Regions from separate parts of the Sus scrofa genome. Here regions 1, 3, 4 and 5 are each linked to region 2. Evidence: chromatin contacts called from public HiChIP or PLAC-seq and promoter capture Hi-C data. All regions are on one chromosome and are shown on one strand. The core of a region is the stretch at or near the end of the contact, and the rest is flanking DNA. Distances in the headings are between cores, read along the strand shown.

Region 1 (2,700 bases), core at 150-2,649, 450 kb after region 2:
TGCAGTACATGTTCCAGTTGTGTCCAATTCAATTATTATTATTATTTTGTCTTTTTCTAGGGCCACACCCGTGGCATGTGGAAGTTCCCAGGCTAGGGGTCTAATCGGAGCTGTAGCCACGGGCCTATGCCACAGTCAGAGCAACGTGGAATCCCAGCTGCATCTTTGACCTACACCACAGCTCAGGGCAACACAAGATCTTTAACCCACTGAGCAAGGCCAGGGATCGAAACTCCAACCTCATGGTATCCTAGTAGGATTTATTAACCACTGCACCGTGATGGGAATTCCCTATTTTATTATTGCTATTATTATTTTTTAGTAGTTATTTCCCCAATACAATTTTTTTTCTACTGTACAGCATGGTGACCCAGTTACACATACATGTACATGTTCTATTTTCACATATTATCATGCTTTAAAGAAAAATTCATGCCTTCATCACTCAGCTCCTTTTCAAGAAAAATAAAGGACTGCTTGTCGTGGAAGAATAAAGTAGGCCTGACTCTGTTCAGTCAACTTCTCAAGAGAAGCAAAGATTGTCAGGTGTGAAGGAAGCAGGGGGAAGACTGAGAGGCCAATTCAGCTGCAGCCTCCTAGGCGATCTGCTATTTTAAAAAGAAGTATAAAATAAGAAACATTCACTGAATGTCTAACTCAATCAGTGAAATGAATAATAGGAAAAGTGAGTTATTTGTAACTAAGAGAATGTTTTTCCAGGTATCTTGCTGGCAGGAATGGGTTTTTGTTTTTGTTTTTAATTAAAGGAAAGTTGAGTATCAAGAGGATATAGAGATACAATCGACCTTACACACTTAGAGTGTTTAAAACACAATCCTGGTGTTTGTTCTCATCTCAGAAGCACTGGCTTGGTCTTTGTTACCTATTGGATTTCAGGAAGGCTGACTTGAGATGCGTCGTTGCCGTTTCCTGGGTTCTCACTTATTTATTTATTTTTTTCCGGCGCTGTCAGCCAGATCCTTTGTTGTCCCTGCTCTGCATTCATTCTCTCTGCCCTCGCACCTCCAGACAGTGGGGTGGGGATTTTTCCTGGTCCTCGCGCCGCCCAGAGCTCCGGACAGCTACCGTCCGTCCTGGCATCGGATAAAGGACAGCTTTAACCATCCAGTGGATGACTGGGCTGGGTCGGCGAGAGGCCGGGAGCCCAGACCGGCTTTTGTGTGGGTGTTTGTCTCTGCAGCCGCCAGACCCCCGGCAGGAGGCGCGGGCAGAGACCCCCGAGGAGGCGGAGCCTCCGCGCCGGGCTCCGCCTGGTGAGGATTTCACCGCCGCCACCGCGGTCGCCGCCCTCGTTTGTTCCGTTACATCGTCCTGTCCCGACAGCTCAATCCAGACTAAGAACGCTGGACGTGGCTTTCCCGGAGCCCTCTATGGCCTTCATCCCACCGAACCTCGCTTTTTGCCTTTTTCTTCTGCGTTATTTTTCCTCGTTAACAGCATACTAGCGGGCGCTCGGCAAAACTCCGACTAAAAACAGAGAAAGACAGAAAAAACAAATTCGATGCACCCGCCTCGGTCCTCCAGAGTTTGTGAAGGGTCGTAACCATGTCCGAGTCGGGGGAGATAAGTGAATTTGGCTACATCATGGAATTGCTAGCCAGAGGCAAGGTAAGTGCTGGGACGCGTGGAGTGGAGCCCAGGCCTGGGACCCCACCCCGGGCACTACCTGGTCCGAGGCTGTGGGCGTCCCGGGTCCTTGCCGCCGCCGGGGAGGGCGGGGCTGGAATCCCAGGGCCGCGCTCTCAGTCTGTGTGTCCCAGCAGCTGCAGAATGCAAAGTAGCCGCTTTTTTTTTTTTTTTTTTTTTTTTTTCCCCTGGAATTGAGCGGCGTCTCTGAAATGAGCCAAAAGGGTCTTGGCCAGCTGGGTGAAGGCGGGGGCTTCTGGGACCGCAAGGGGCGGGAGATCAGTCTGCGAGGATGAGGAGAAGGGTCAGGCTTTGGCCGAGGAGGGCTCCGCGACGCACCCAGAGCTCCCAAGCGTGGTGACATCGCCTGTCCAGGCACAGAACACGGAGGGAGGGTCGGACTAGATGGTGAATAGGTGAGAAGAATGGGATTGGGTTCAGCGCGCACTCCGACCGTGTGGCAGATAAACAGGGGCAGAAGCCCAGTTCGCCTGGCCTTAGCTTTTTTAGCCCTCCTTCCAGGTCCTTGGCCGTTGTCCCAGGCTAGGAACATTTAAAGCATCCTTCCTTTGGTGTGCAGAGGGAGATGCTAAGGCGCCGGATTTCAGCAGGGCACCTGTCCGGGAGTCCTTTCGAAACCCAGGCTGGCGCAGTGGGCAGCTCCTAGTGACCACGCCCTCCGCCGGGCTGGGTGGCGCCGAGCCAAGACTGAAAGCCTTGCAGGAGGCAGCCCTACCCGCTGCAACCGAGAAAGTGCCTGGAGAGGCTCCTTAAGTGATTTGCAGGCGGGAAGTGTCGGGAAATGCAAAGTCTGCAAAGTCTGCGGGGTGCGCTGTCTACCAGGGTTCGCCTAAAGCTGAAAGCGGCTGCATTTGTCCTCTACACCTGGAGTTTCAAGAAAAGATAATAATGGCACAGAGGAGAAAAGGCCTCCCTGGGCAAGGTCATCAGAAAGAAGGATTATCTGCAGCCCTGATGTGAACACCTGAAACGTCATTCTCATACCTCACTAACTAACCTCAACTCTGCAGATGCTTAAGGCCAGACAGTCCT
Region 2 (2,700 bases), core at 22-2,521:
AATTTGCCTCTCTGGTAGTGTATACTGTTTTGCATCGGGGTTTTAATCTTATTCATTCATTCATTCTTTGTTTGCCATTTGATGTCTGAAGAGGAGGTTTTGAAGAGCAATGTTAGTTGGCAAAAGTCAAGAGTTAGAAAATAGAACTGGTATTCTACTTTGAAATTCAGTCTTCTTTCCAATCGAAGACACACACTAGTTCTTTTTCTGGCCTAGTTCTCAGGAAGATGCAGTCTCCCCCAAATCCCTTCTCCTTGGGGCTCCCCTCCCCTGTAGAAGCTCTGGACACAGCAGGCCAGTGAAGTCCTCCATGCCCCCCCCATCAACACACGTCCATCTCTGCGCTAGCCTTCCCACCACCCCCTCACTTCCTTGCGGGTCTCCTACCTACAGTGCCTCCATTTCCTTCTCATAAAACCATCTACCTACCCTCAGCTGGCCATTCTTAAAGGGCATGAGCCTCACCATGATGACTTATTTTTTAAAAATATAATAACTAATTCGTGGTTCTATACAGAAGAAAATGGATAATTTAAGAAATCAACATCTGTTAGCTACTATTAATATCACTATAATTTTTAAAGCACAAACCAGTGGTGTAATCTCAGACAACTATATTAAAATTTTCTAATCCTGAATTTCCTCACGACTAAGATAGGCATAATAATACCTACCGTATAGAGTTGTTTGAAGGATCTGTGTTTACTACAGTGCGTGATGATAAGCGCTCAAGAGATGTTTTTCATCTCGCAAAAGCTTATCTAGTGCTTACCACATGACAACCACTCTTGTAGGGACTTTTTTCAAATATCGAAGCCTTGTAATAATCCTACAGATGCAAAGACTGAAGCAGGGAGGTTAAGCAACGGGTCCAAGGTCACAGTAAATAGAGTAGAGATTAGAACTCCTGCAGTCCAGCGAGAATTCAGGCTCCTTGCTAAACTGCTTCCCCCCAAATTTGTTATTATGTGTAAGAAAACTCTCTGCGAACCGCAAAGCAAAGCGCTCTACCACCGGCGATCAGCCCCTTAGGGCAGAATGAGCTCTTCTTCACTCTCGGAGCTCCCCCAGCGTTCAGCTCCCACAGAAAAAGAAGCTGCAGGCGGGTAGCTCCTACTGCCAGCCGCCCGCCCAGCGTCGGCAGCAGCCGGCCACACCCCCCGCCCTGGCCCCGCCCCGCCACGTTAACCACGCTGGTCCCGCCCCTCGGCCCAGAAGGCGGGGGAGGCCGAGCTGACGCCTCGCGAGCTTCCACGTACGCACTCCACCGCGTCTCCCGGCGGCGGGGGAGAGCACATCCGGGTCGCTAGAGCAGGTGCCTCAGGCCCCGCCCCTTTACCCCCGTTCTAGTCTGCACTAACAGCCATCTCGGGCCTTTTCCGCTTTTCGTCTGCCGGCTTTATCTCTGTTCCCCAGGTCGTTCTGGGCTCGAGGCCCCAGTTCCTCAGCAACCTTCCTCCGCCCCAGCGACTCGCTTCTCACCCCGAATCTCTCCGAGGCTCGGAGCAACTCTGCTGTGCGTCTTCGCGGTGCCTCCCGGGCTGAGGCCTGCCGCGCTCAGTGAGTCTGTGCAGACCTGACCCCGCGTCTCCCCCGCAGCTCGGTTGAGGCCGCCGCCGCCTCACGATGCCCAGACTGGGCTCTGCGCAGCGCTGGGCGGCCGCCGCGGGCCGTTGGGGCCACAGGCTGCTCGTGCTGCTGCTGTTGCTGGTGCCGGGGCCCGGCGGCGCGTCTGAGATCACCTTCGAGCTGCCCGACAATGCCAAGCAGTGTTTCTACGAGGACATCACGCAGGGCACCAAGTGCACCCTCGAGTTCCAGGTATTACGGGCACAGACAGCCCCGGGCCCCTGTTCGCGGTTCCAGGTCGGGGCTGTGACTGCTAGGTGCCCCTTTCTCCTGTCCGAGTTTCTTCGTTCTTTGGCTAATTCAGGAATCACCCCTAGGTTGCTGATGCAGAGCATTTGGCTTTCGTCCCCAAAACTGTGTGCAAGAAACATTTAAGACCTGAGAGTAAGGCATAGGATGTCCAGAAATACTTTGTGTGGTCGTGTCTTTTGCTTCCTTTCTCTAATGTTCTTCATTTCAAGACCTTTTGAACTTTCTTTTTTAGAAGAGTCTCCTTTAAAAAAAATTCTGTCCTGTTCTCTTCTGTAGTGTCTAACATTCTGCGGTCCATACCTCCACTTTCATCAGATTCGAAGTGCTTTTCAGATTTTCCATCAATATGAGGACTATTGGTTAATGCTCTCTGTCATTGGAAGAGCTCAGTTTCAGACCAGATGACTATCTGCCAAAGGTGTTGTAGAAGGAATCGCTGTGATAAATGACAGGCCCTTTCTCATCTTTGGGATTATATAAAAGTATTGATTTAACAGAATGTATTTTTTTAATTGGTTAGAACAATTTTTTCGTTGTTGTTTGCTGTTGGCCTTAAAATATTTGAACAGCTATTGAGTATTAGGTGCTGGTGATACAGAAGTGATCAGAATAGATAGGGTCATTTTTTTTATTCCCTACCCTCCTACTCTTCATTTCTTAATTAGTACCTGCTTATTCATCAGAGTTGTGTTTTCAAAGCATAGAGTCTGGTCTTTGGACTCTATGAAGGCTTCCTTTAGGAGGTGATTTGAAGCTGAACTGTCAAGGATGAATTGGAAATACTTTGGTAAGGGGGAAAGTGGAGTAGCCTTTGCATGG
Region 3 (2,700 bases), core at 192-2,691, 360 kb after region 2:
GCCTTGGGGGGGGGGTGATGTGATTCTTAAGGCTTTTTATTTTTTTATTTTTTTAAATAAAGTATGAAAGTATTTTGAAGAAGGTAGTCCTTCTAACTGAATCTAAAATAAATGAGGAATTTATGAGTCTTTTATATAGACGATACAGAATAAACACAATAATGTCTTCAGTTGCCAGCTCACAGAAGGTATGTAAATAAACATTTCTTATACTGGATTAAGAAGTGTATTAATAAGAAATTTAGAAAAAACACTAAAGGAAAAATGTTATAAAGCACCCATAATTCCACTACCCTAAGGTAACTTTTTCAAAAAACATACCTACCTGTTTTTAAACAGCTAGTCTCAGAGTACATTTTAGATACTATAATTGCTTAACATTACATCACATATATTTTTTTCTTTCTATATAATTCAAACATTATCACTTAATGGCTAAATAATATTCAATTTTATAGATACTCTATCATTCCTATACTTTGAAGCCTTGTACTTCTTGGCCAATAATGTACAGTGACATTTTATGTGGGGGTTAGGTTCTGTCACATGATGTCAAAAATCCCATTTAATCAAAATCACCCAGGAAAAGGTGGATGGTTAATTACCTAGACAGTATATCATGTCTCAATGAGTTCACCACAGAAGTATTTCCACAAGATTTGGATCAGATTGCTGAGAATGAGGTGAACTATTTGGCTTCCCTTAAAGGGCTAGGTTAATAGGATTGTCTTTCTGAGCTTATATAGAGTGAGCATAGTGGATTCTAGTAAGTTCAGCGTGTGTAATGTGACTTCACCTTGAACATTTTCAAACACTTAGTGATGGATAAGTTTTAAGTGAAAGCCAGATCTTCATTGTAATCATGCAGTGAAAACTCCTCTAGACTGGGCATACCTACAAGGCAAAGACTGCCCCCATATTTGGAGGGAAGCACCAAGGACAGCCCTTTGCCCTTACTTGGCAGTTTGTTAATGCAATATTTGTTACATGCAGGAATACCTGTGAATAGTTACTAGTACCTGTTATACTAGATGCTTTATACAAGATGCTTTGGATTGGTGAAATAGGATAACTCCAGTCCACGTGGTAGTTTTTTAAGAGAAACATTTTCTAAGAAAGCTAGCATTTAAATTATACCTAAACTATTACTTGATTACAAAAAGCCAATTCAGGCCTGATCCTTAGGGCAGATTCACCCCCCACCCCAAGACTGCCTTGTGAACTTTTAAAGGCAATAGTATATGGCTGAAGCAACTTAAATCCCTCTTTTTGAAAAAAATAGCTAGAAGCACATGTTTCTTTTCATTTTTTAGCATATGCGTAGTTGGAGAACACGTTGAGCATATTTGCTATTGCAAATTTATGCTGCATTGATCCTGGATGATCCTGACTCAAAGAGTAAAATTTTTAAGACTCGTAAAAGAAAATGATACTAGGAAGTCTTAACTTTCATCGCGTTGGTAATTATTTAATAAGCATTTGTCTATCTCTAATTGATTTGTAGGTTTAATTTCGCTCTCCGTTCAGCTTAAAACTGTGGCTTCCGAAAATGAGTCTGTTGACAAATTTATACTGACTCATCCCCGTTTTCATATATACCATCTTCGTGTTCTTTAGGGCCGTGATTTTTCTCAAAGTGAACTTGAAGCTACTGACCTTACACTTCCCCCCACGATAAAAGTTCTGCAAAGATTTGTGGATCTTGGGCTGCATTTTACAAGGCCTGCAAGGTGTTTCCAAACCTTTGGGGCTTAGAGTAGAAAAGGCTGGTTGTGCGCTACGGAGGGAGAACGCGCCTCATGAGGCATTGTGTTGACAGCGTGTAGTCTCCATTACCGGGAAGAACAGGGGCAGGCGCACGCCCCCTCCTCACCTGCCACGCGGTGGCCGCCCTTCGGGTTTCCTTCGCGCCGCGCGCCAACTGCTTCCGGGTCGCAGTGGACGTCGTTTCCGTAGCAGCATGGCGGCCACGGAGGACGAGCGGCCGGCTGGGAGCGGTGACGGAGAGCGGCTGGATTTCCTGCGGGACCGGCACGTGCGGTTCTTCCAGCGCTGCCTCCAAGTCTTGCCGGAGCGCTACTCTTCGCTTGAGACCAGCAGGTAACTGGGGGTCAGCGGGACCAGCACGGGGCCCGGCTCCAGGAGCATGGAGGAAGACGGCTAAGTGGGTGGCCGCAGGGGGCTGCGGCGCCGCCCACCCTTCACTGCCTCCCCTCTCCGGCCGGCCTGCGGTCACCCTCACTCCCGAGCTACGGCGGTAGGAATGAAGGGAGCTGCGAGTCGAGGGCTTTTGGAATCTCCAGTTTCCGCCCTTTTCACTTCCATTTTTTTTTCCTGTCAACTGGGAGCTTCCTTTTTTATCCCTTCTCTCAGCCTATATGAGTCACTTTGACCTCACTTCCGATAAAAAAGGAAAAAAAGTGTTTGTCATCGTATTTTATGTAGATAATCTTCGCTGTGCTTTTCTTTCCTCTATAAAGCCGTTGAGTCTTAATTGAGTGCCTGTATGGTGTTCAGCGTATAGGAGCGGCAGCAAACCTCTAAGGTTTGCGTAGATATGAACTTTTCAGGAATTGTACATCTCATGATAGGATTGATGAAAGAGGTGCGGTGTTGCTTATAAGCAGCCTGTTAAAGTTTATTTGGAAGAGCCTTGTGAGTTGGAGTAGGCTAAGAAACTGTGAATTAGTCATTCAGAGT
Region 4 (2,890 bases), core at 222-2,721, 390 kb before region 2:
GCCTCAACCACCAAAGGGCAGAAACCAGCCTAGGGACCTTCTGCCCACAGCCGTGCACACAAATGGGCAGACACAAGCCCTGGGACCACTGAGGTCCCACAGCCAGCTGTGTCAAGACCTGGCCTATCCACCAGCAGGCTAGCACCGTTCCATGATATTTTGGGCCCCAGACTTGCCTGACAGCATAATGACACCAGTTCTGGGACACCCCAGACCCTGCAACCACAGCCCCACCCACCAGCAGGCTGAACAGGCTCCAGGAACACTGACTTAGCAGCCAGCCACCCTGAGATCTGGACCCACCCACCAGTGGGTCAGTACTAGCTCTAGGATCCCCCTGGGCTTGGAAGCTAGCAGCCTTATGGCCCAGCCTTGCCCACCAGTGAGCAGTCACCAACACTGGGACTCCCCTGGCCATGTAGCCAGCCATGTCAAGACCCAGCCCCAACCCACCAGGGCCAGAAACCCCCATACAAGGCAGGGCCTGACAACCAACCAGACTGGGGGCCAGCCATGCTTACCACTGCAGCCTGGGTAGTCAGCCTGCCACAACAGAAGGATCAGGCAGCCCACATAGAGAGCATCTAGAGCATATAGCCCTGGTGACCAGAGGTGAATGAGCTTCTGGGGCCCATAGGATATATACTGCATAAAGCCACTTCTTCAAGATCAGGAAACATAACCAACATTCCAAATACATAAAAATAAAAACATTGAATTAGGCTGTTTTCTGAGCCTTCGTATTTGGAATATGTTCCAAATGAAGGAAAAAGATAAAACCCCAGAGGAAGAACTAAAAGAAGTGGAGATACACAATGTAACTGACAAAGAGTTGAAAGTAATAATCATAATGATACTCAAACACTCAGGAGAAGAATGGATGAACACAATGAGGAGTTTAACAAAGAGTTAGAAAATGTAGAGAAGAAGCAAACAGCTGAGGAATACAATAACTGAAATAAAAAAAATACTAGGAAGAATCAACAATAGATTAGATGTACAAAGGAATGGTTCAGCAAACACAGAGTAGTGGAAGTCACTCAAGCTGAAGAGAACAAAAGAAAAAATCATTTTAAAAAATGAGGACAGTTTAAGAGATCTTTGGGACAACATCAAGCATACCAACATTCACATTATAGGGGTCCCAGAAGGAGAGAGAGAGAGAAAGGAGAAGTGGACACATGTGAAAATATAACAGCTAAAAGAAGGAAACAGATATACAGGTCCAGGAAGCACAAGGGGTTCCAAATAGGTCAACCCAAAGAGGACCACACCAAGACACACCGTAATTAAAAAGACAAAAATTAAAGCTAAAGAAATAATAGCAGGCGTTCCCCGGTGATACAGTGGGTTAAGGATCTGGCCTTGTCACTGTTGTGGCCCAGTAACTTCCTCATACTGTGCACACAGCCAAAAAAAGAAAAAGAGAAAAGAAAAGAAAAAGAAAGAATATTAAAAGCAGCAAGAGAAAAGCAACACATTACAAGCAAGGGAACTCCCATAAGGCTATCAGCTGACTTTTCAGCAGTTACTCTGCAGACCAGAAGGAAGTGTCATAATATATTTAATTTGATGGAGAGTACTCAAAAAATTAAAAATAGAACTACCATATGGTTGAGTAATTCCACTCTTGAGTATTTATCCAAAGAAAATAAAAACACTAATTAGAAAAGACATATGCATCCCTATGTTTATTGCAGCATTATTTACAATGGCCAAGATATGGAAGCCACCTAAGTGCCCATTATTGGATGATTAGATAAAAAATATGTGGTGTATACAAATACAATGAATACTAGCCACAAAAAATTAAATTTTGCATTTTGCAACAAGATAGATGGACCTAGAGGGTATTATGCTAAGTGAAATCAGTCACAGAAAGACAAATAATGTATGAGTTCACTTATATGTGGAATCCAAAAAATAAGACAAATGAACAAACATAACAAAATAGAAACACAGTCATAGATACAGAGAATAAACAAGTGGTTGCCAGAGGGAAGGGGGTTATGGGGAAGAGAATAGTGGGTGAGGGAGATTAAGAAGTGCAAACTTCCAGCTACAAAATAAAGGCCACAAGTATGAAATGTACAGTATGGGGAATACAGTCAATAGTTCTGAATAGCTTTGTATGGTGACAAATTACAACTCGACCTATCATGCTTATCATTTTGAAATGTATATAAATCATGAATCACTATACCGTGTACCAGGAACTCACATCATATTGTATGTAGGTCAACTATACTTCAAAAACAAAGACACAAAACTCATAGTTGGAAGAGAGAAAAAGAGGAGGAGAAAGCAGTGAGATGATACATGACAGGATTATTGAAAGATAAGATTGGAGAAAATAGAGGAAATATGAAGCTGATATTTAAGAAAATTTAGGAAGATGTTACACGTGTAACAATTTTATGGCTTAACTTTTAAGTTGCTAAATTTAAAGAAAAAACTCTCTGACCTATGATGTATGGTCAAGTCTGTGCAGAGTGTACTTCGGTTTGTCCTCATGGCCAAGTCCTATAGCCTCCTGTTCCCACTCCGGGAGTATCTTCTTGTGAAGTGAATAAGAAAGTGAACCTTTGTCTTGCATTTCAATTTGAGGCTGCATTAACTTACACAAGAAATTGGAAAAAAAAAAAACACCTTAGATCACACTATCTTCAGTCTATATAGCATATTTAAAGGCTTTTAATTGACATATTCTTTAATCTTTATAACATCACTTTGAGGTAGATAGGAGATCTGTACTTTTACCCCATTCTATTCAAATTCAAAATTAAAAAACAAAATCAAAATTAAAACAAGAATTAAATGGTATACACACAAAGTCTAGAGTAAGATGATTTGCCTTAGCAGTCCTGATTACATCAGGTGTGACAAAACT
Region 5 (2,700 bases), core at 106-2,605, 430 kb before region 2:
AAAAAAATTTTAATAAAAAATTACAAAAAGCCCCACAGATACTGGCCAGCAAAAAAGGCAGGACATTTCCAAAAGATGCCCCTGCCCCAAAGTACTTCTGTTCAAAAGCTGCATTTGGCAAATCTTCCCCTTCTTCTGAGCAAAAGGCAAACTACTAAGGGAAGCTTGCACTCTGTGGGGAATTGTACTTTAATACCTACTTACTCAAAATGGAACTCTGCTAAGAGTGGGAAAAGGGAAATGGCAATTACACCAAAAATAGAAAGAAGACTGGTGTGTGGCAGATAATGGAATAAAAAATAAATACCACATACAATATCAGGTGGGGTCACTAAGTACACAGTTTTAAAACCCTGCTTCAACTGTAATAATCAACTTTAAATCATGTGCTAAGAACAATTATACTGCAACATACTGGATACAGTTTACTGACGCAGTGTGTTACCCAAGACATTAGTGTGAGGAGAGCAACTGGCTGTCTGAACTCAAGGAATCAAAGAAGGAAAAACTTTAAGATGACAACTCTCTTCTTGGAAAAGATTCCTGTTCAATCTAGGCACAAAGTAGTTACTTCCCAATTTCAATTATTTGCCTACATATTTCCGCACTTTTCTGCAGCCGCACACCACCTGCACTATTATTTTTCATTAAATGAAGTTATTTTTACTTAAAAAAAATTTTATTTTAATTTGTATCACCACCACAGACAGCCGACCTTACTAATCATGAGTAGAAAAGAACTAAATAAAGCAATTAACAAAAAAAGAAATAAAAGCAAAAGCATAAACATTATCAAATTCTGCCTAGATACTGTCACCACCCAAAAAGTCCCGGCCTGAGGCCTACTCTATCTTGATTGAAAAGGGATATTAACACGTGTTAGGTATTATAGAGCATCCAGAACCAATGGGAATCTTTCTCATCATCATAAGGTCTGAAAGAGAAGTGAAGGAGGAAATGGAATCCCTTTCCACGGGATTTCAGTATTACTCCAAGGATGGCCTGGGTGTTGGTGATACCAGCCTCTGGGAAGAGTGACAAGGGCCACACACTGCCGTCCTGACCTCAACTGCCAGGTGCACTGGAAACCCACGCAAGGACCCACCGTGCAGGTGGAGACGCCCACAGTCCCATGCACTCCTGCGGGGCCCGAGCTGGGATTTCGGCAGCCCCGCCCCGCCCCTCCACGCGGGCCCCGCCCCCGCGCCCCGGCGACAGACGCAGGTGACATCCTGGCGCCCGCCCAACCCGCGCCACCCGGGGCGGCTGCCACCGGTGCCCACCCGCCCTGGGACTACCTGGGACTCTCTCGCAGGATCAGCGCCGCAGACGCCGCCATCCTTGAAGCTCCCTCGCCCCGTCGCCGCCGGGTCAGCTGCCAGAGCCCAACCAATGGCGGAGGCGGCGGACGGCAAGCAGGAAGGCCCAAGCCGCGCAGCGGCCGCGCCGCTCTAGTCCGGCGGTCCCAGTGGGGTTAAGGGGCGTCCCCGTCGTCTTCCCCGCCACTCTCTCCATTCAGAGTTAAGTCTGTGCACATATTAATTTATTTATAGACGCACAGTTACCTGTTATATATGTGTACACATACCTGGATATTGAATTTTTTTTTTTGTATTATGTAGGTAGTGTGTATCAACGGATACACATAATTTTGTTTTCGGTTTCCGCTTTTTTTTTTTTTTTTTCAAGAAAATGTTTAAGCACTGCCCGCATTGCCCGGCCTGCGCTGCGTGTCGTCCGGAGGAGCAACGCTCTGGGGGATGGCCAGTTCCAGCCTGGACTCTGTGCCACCAGCCCTTCCTGTATCTTCATCTCTGGAGTTCTGCAGTGCCCCCTTGCGCTCTGTACCGTTATTGGTTCGGTAGTGTTCTCTGAGCGCCTACTGTGTGCCCAGTACTGTGCTGGACCTTTGGGATGCAAAAGACCAAAATTCCTGCCCTCCAGGTTTGCTAGCGATTCAAATGGACAAGTATGCGTTGCACCCCTTTTTGGGGTCTGCTATTCAGCTAGCTACCGCATAGCACAGGAGAAGATTTGATGCAGAGACTATAATTAAGCATCTCACAGGAGAGGAGAGAGACAACATAGGTTCACGAATACCAGGGTCTCTGATAGAGGAAAAGTTGTAGTGCATTTAGGGGACTCAGACCTGGGAACAGTGATAGGGCTTCCGAGGTAGATCAGGAAAGCTCTCTCTGGTAGGTGACATGAAGAAGCCTTGAATGGGTACAAGTCTGTGTTATGTACACTTAATCTAGTGAGAAATGGGGAGCCATTACGTATTTTCGAGCAAAGAAATTTTTTTTTTCTTTTTAGAGCCACACTTGCTGCATATGGAAGTTCCCAGGCTAGGGGTCAAATGGCTGCAGCTGCTGGCCCACACCACAGCCACAACAACGCTGGATCCAAGCTGCTTCTGTAACCTACTGTGACACCAGATCCTTAACCCACTGAGTGAGGCCAGGGATCAAACCTGCATTCTCATGGATACTAGTCAGGTTCTCAACCTGATGTGCCACAGTGGGAACTCTAAAGCAAAGAATTTTTGTGATGAGAGCTGTTTGTTTATTGACGATTACTGTCACGGAATGATTACTGGATGGGAAAGAGGTAAGCAGGAAAATCAGATAGGAAACTATTGCAATGATCCTTGGAAAGCAATAAAATCCTTGGTAGTATAATGGCATTGGCGAATGGAAA

The links. Promoter capture Hi-C pulls out the DNA fragments that hold promoters and counts their contacts. HiChIP or PLAC-seq counts read pairs in DNA pulled down with a chosen protein or histone mark.
Region 1: a contact with region 2 is called in a promoter capture Hi-C map of fetal liver, with 3 times the contacts expected there. The contact joins the promoter of TRIM36 here to the promoter of TMED7 in region 2. A contact is called at or near these places in 1 of 5 promoter capture datasets (fetal liver) and 1 of 2 datasets of contacts at active chromatin or transcription factors (alveolar macrophages).
Region 3: an H3K27ac HiChIP or PLAC-seq map of alveolar macrophages shows a contact between it and region 2. The contact joins the promoter of PGGT1B here to the promoter of TMED7 in region 2. A contact is called at or near these places in 2 of 5 promoter capture datasets (fetal liver and liver), 1 of 47 Hi-C or Micro-C datasets (heart right ventricle) and 2 of 2 datasets of contacts at active chromatin or transcription factors (alveolar macrophages and skeletal muscle).
Region 4: a contact with region 2 is called in an H3K27ac HiChIP or PLAC-seq map of alveolar macrophages. The contact joins the promoter of ARL14EPL here to the promoter of TMED7 in region 2. A contact is called at or near these places in 1 of 5 promoter capture datasets (fetal liver), 5 of 47 Hi-C or Micro-C datasets (embryonic fibroblasts, fetal skeletal muscle, omental adipose tissue and 1 more) and 1 of 2 datasets of contacts at active chromatin or transcription factors (alveolar macrophages).
Region 5: a promoter capture Hi-C map of fetal liver shows a contact between it and region 2, with 3 times the contacts expected there. The contact joins the promoter of COMMD10 here to the promoter of TMED7 in region 2. A contact is called at or near these places in 2 of 5 promoter capture datasets (fetal liver and liver), 14 of 47 Hi-C or Micro-C datasets (alveolar macrophages, embryonic fibroblasts, epiblast stem cells and 9 more) and 2 of 2 datasets of contacts at active chromatin or transcription factors (alveolar macrophages and skeletal muscle).

What each region holds. Positions count from the first base shown.
Region 1 is chr2:119,351,090-119,353,789 of Sscrofa11.1, reverse strand. It overlaps TRIM36 (E3 ubiquitin-protein ligase TRIM36), which reads left to right and starts at 1,399. Exons shown (of 11, transcript XM_021084641.1): 1 at 1,399-1,629. The coding sequence starts at 1,567.
Region 2 is chr2:119,802,977-119,805,676 of Sscrofa11.1, reverse strand. It overlaps TMED7 (transmembrane emp24 protein transport domain containing 7), which reads left to right and starts at 1,271. Exons shown (of 3, transcript NM_001202540.1): 1 at 1,271-1,821. The coding sequence starts at 1,627.
Region 3 is chr2:119,439,575-119,442,274 of Sscrofa11.1, reverse strand. It overlaps PGGT1B (geranylgeranyl transferase type-1 subunit beta), which reads left to right and starts at 1,441. Exons shown (of 9, transcript XM_003123848.6): 1 at 1,441-2,100. The coding sequence starts at 1,961.
Region 4 is chr2:120,193,504-120,196,393 of Sscrofa11.1, reverse strand. It overlaps ARL14EPL (ARL14 effector protein-like), which reads right to left and starts at 1,471. Exons shown (of 4, transcript XM_013995047.2): 1 at 1-1,471. It overlaps LVRN (aminopeptidase Q), which reads right to left. Exons shown (of 19, transcript XM_013995045.2): 19 at 2,666-2,890.
Region 5 is chr2:120,237,278-120,239,977 of Sscrofa11.1, reverse strand. COMMD10 (COMM domain containing 10) reads right to left here and starts at 1,355. Exons shown (of 7, transcript NM_001267840.1): 1 at 1,299-1,355. The coding sequence starts at 1,339.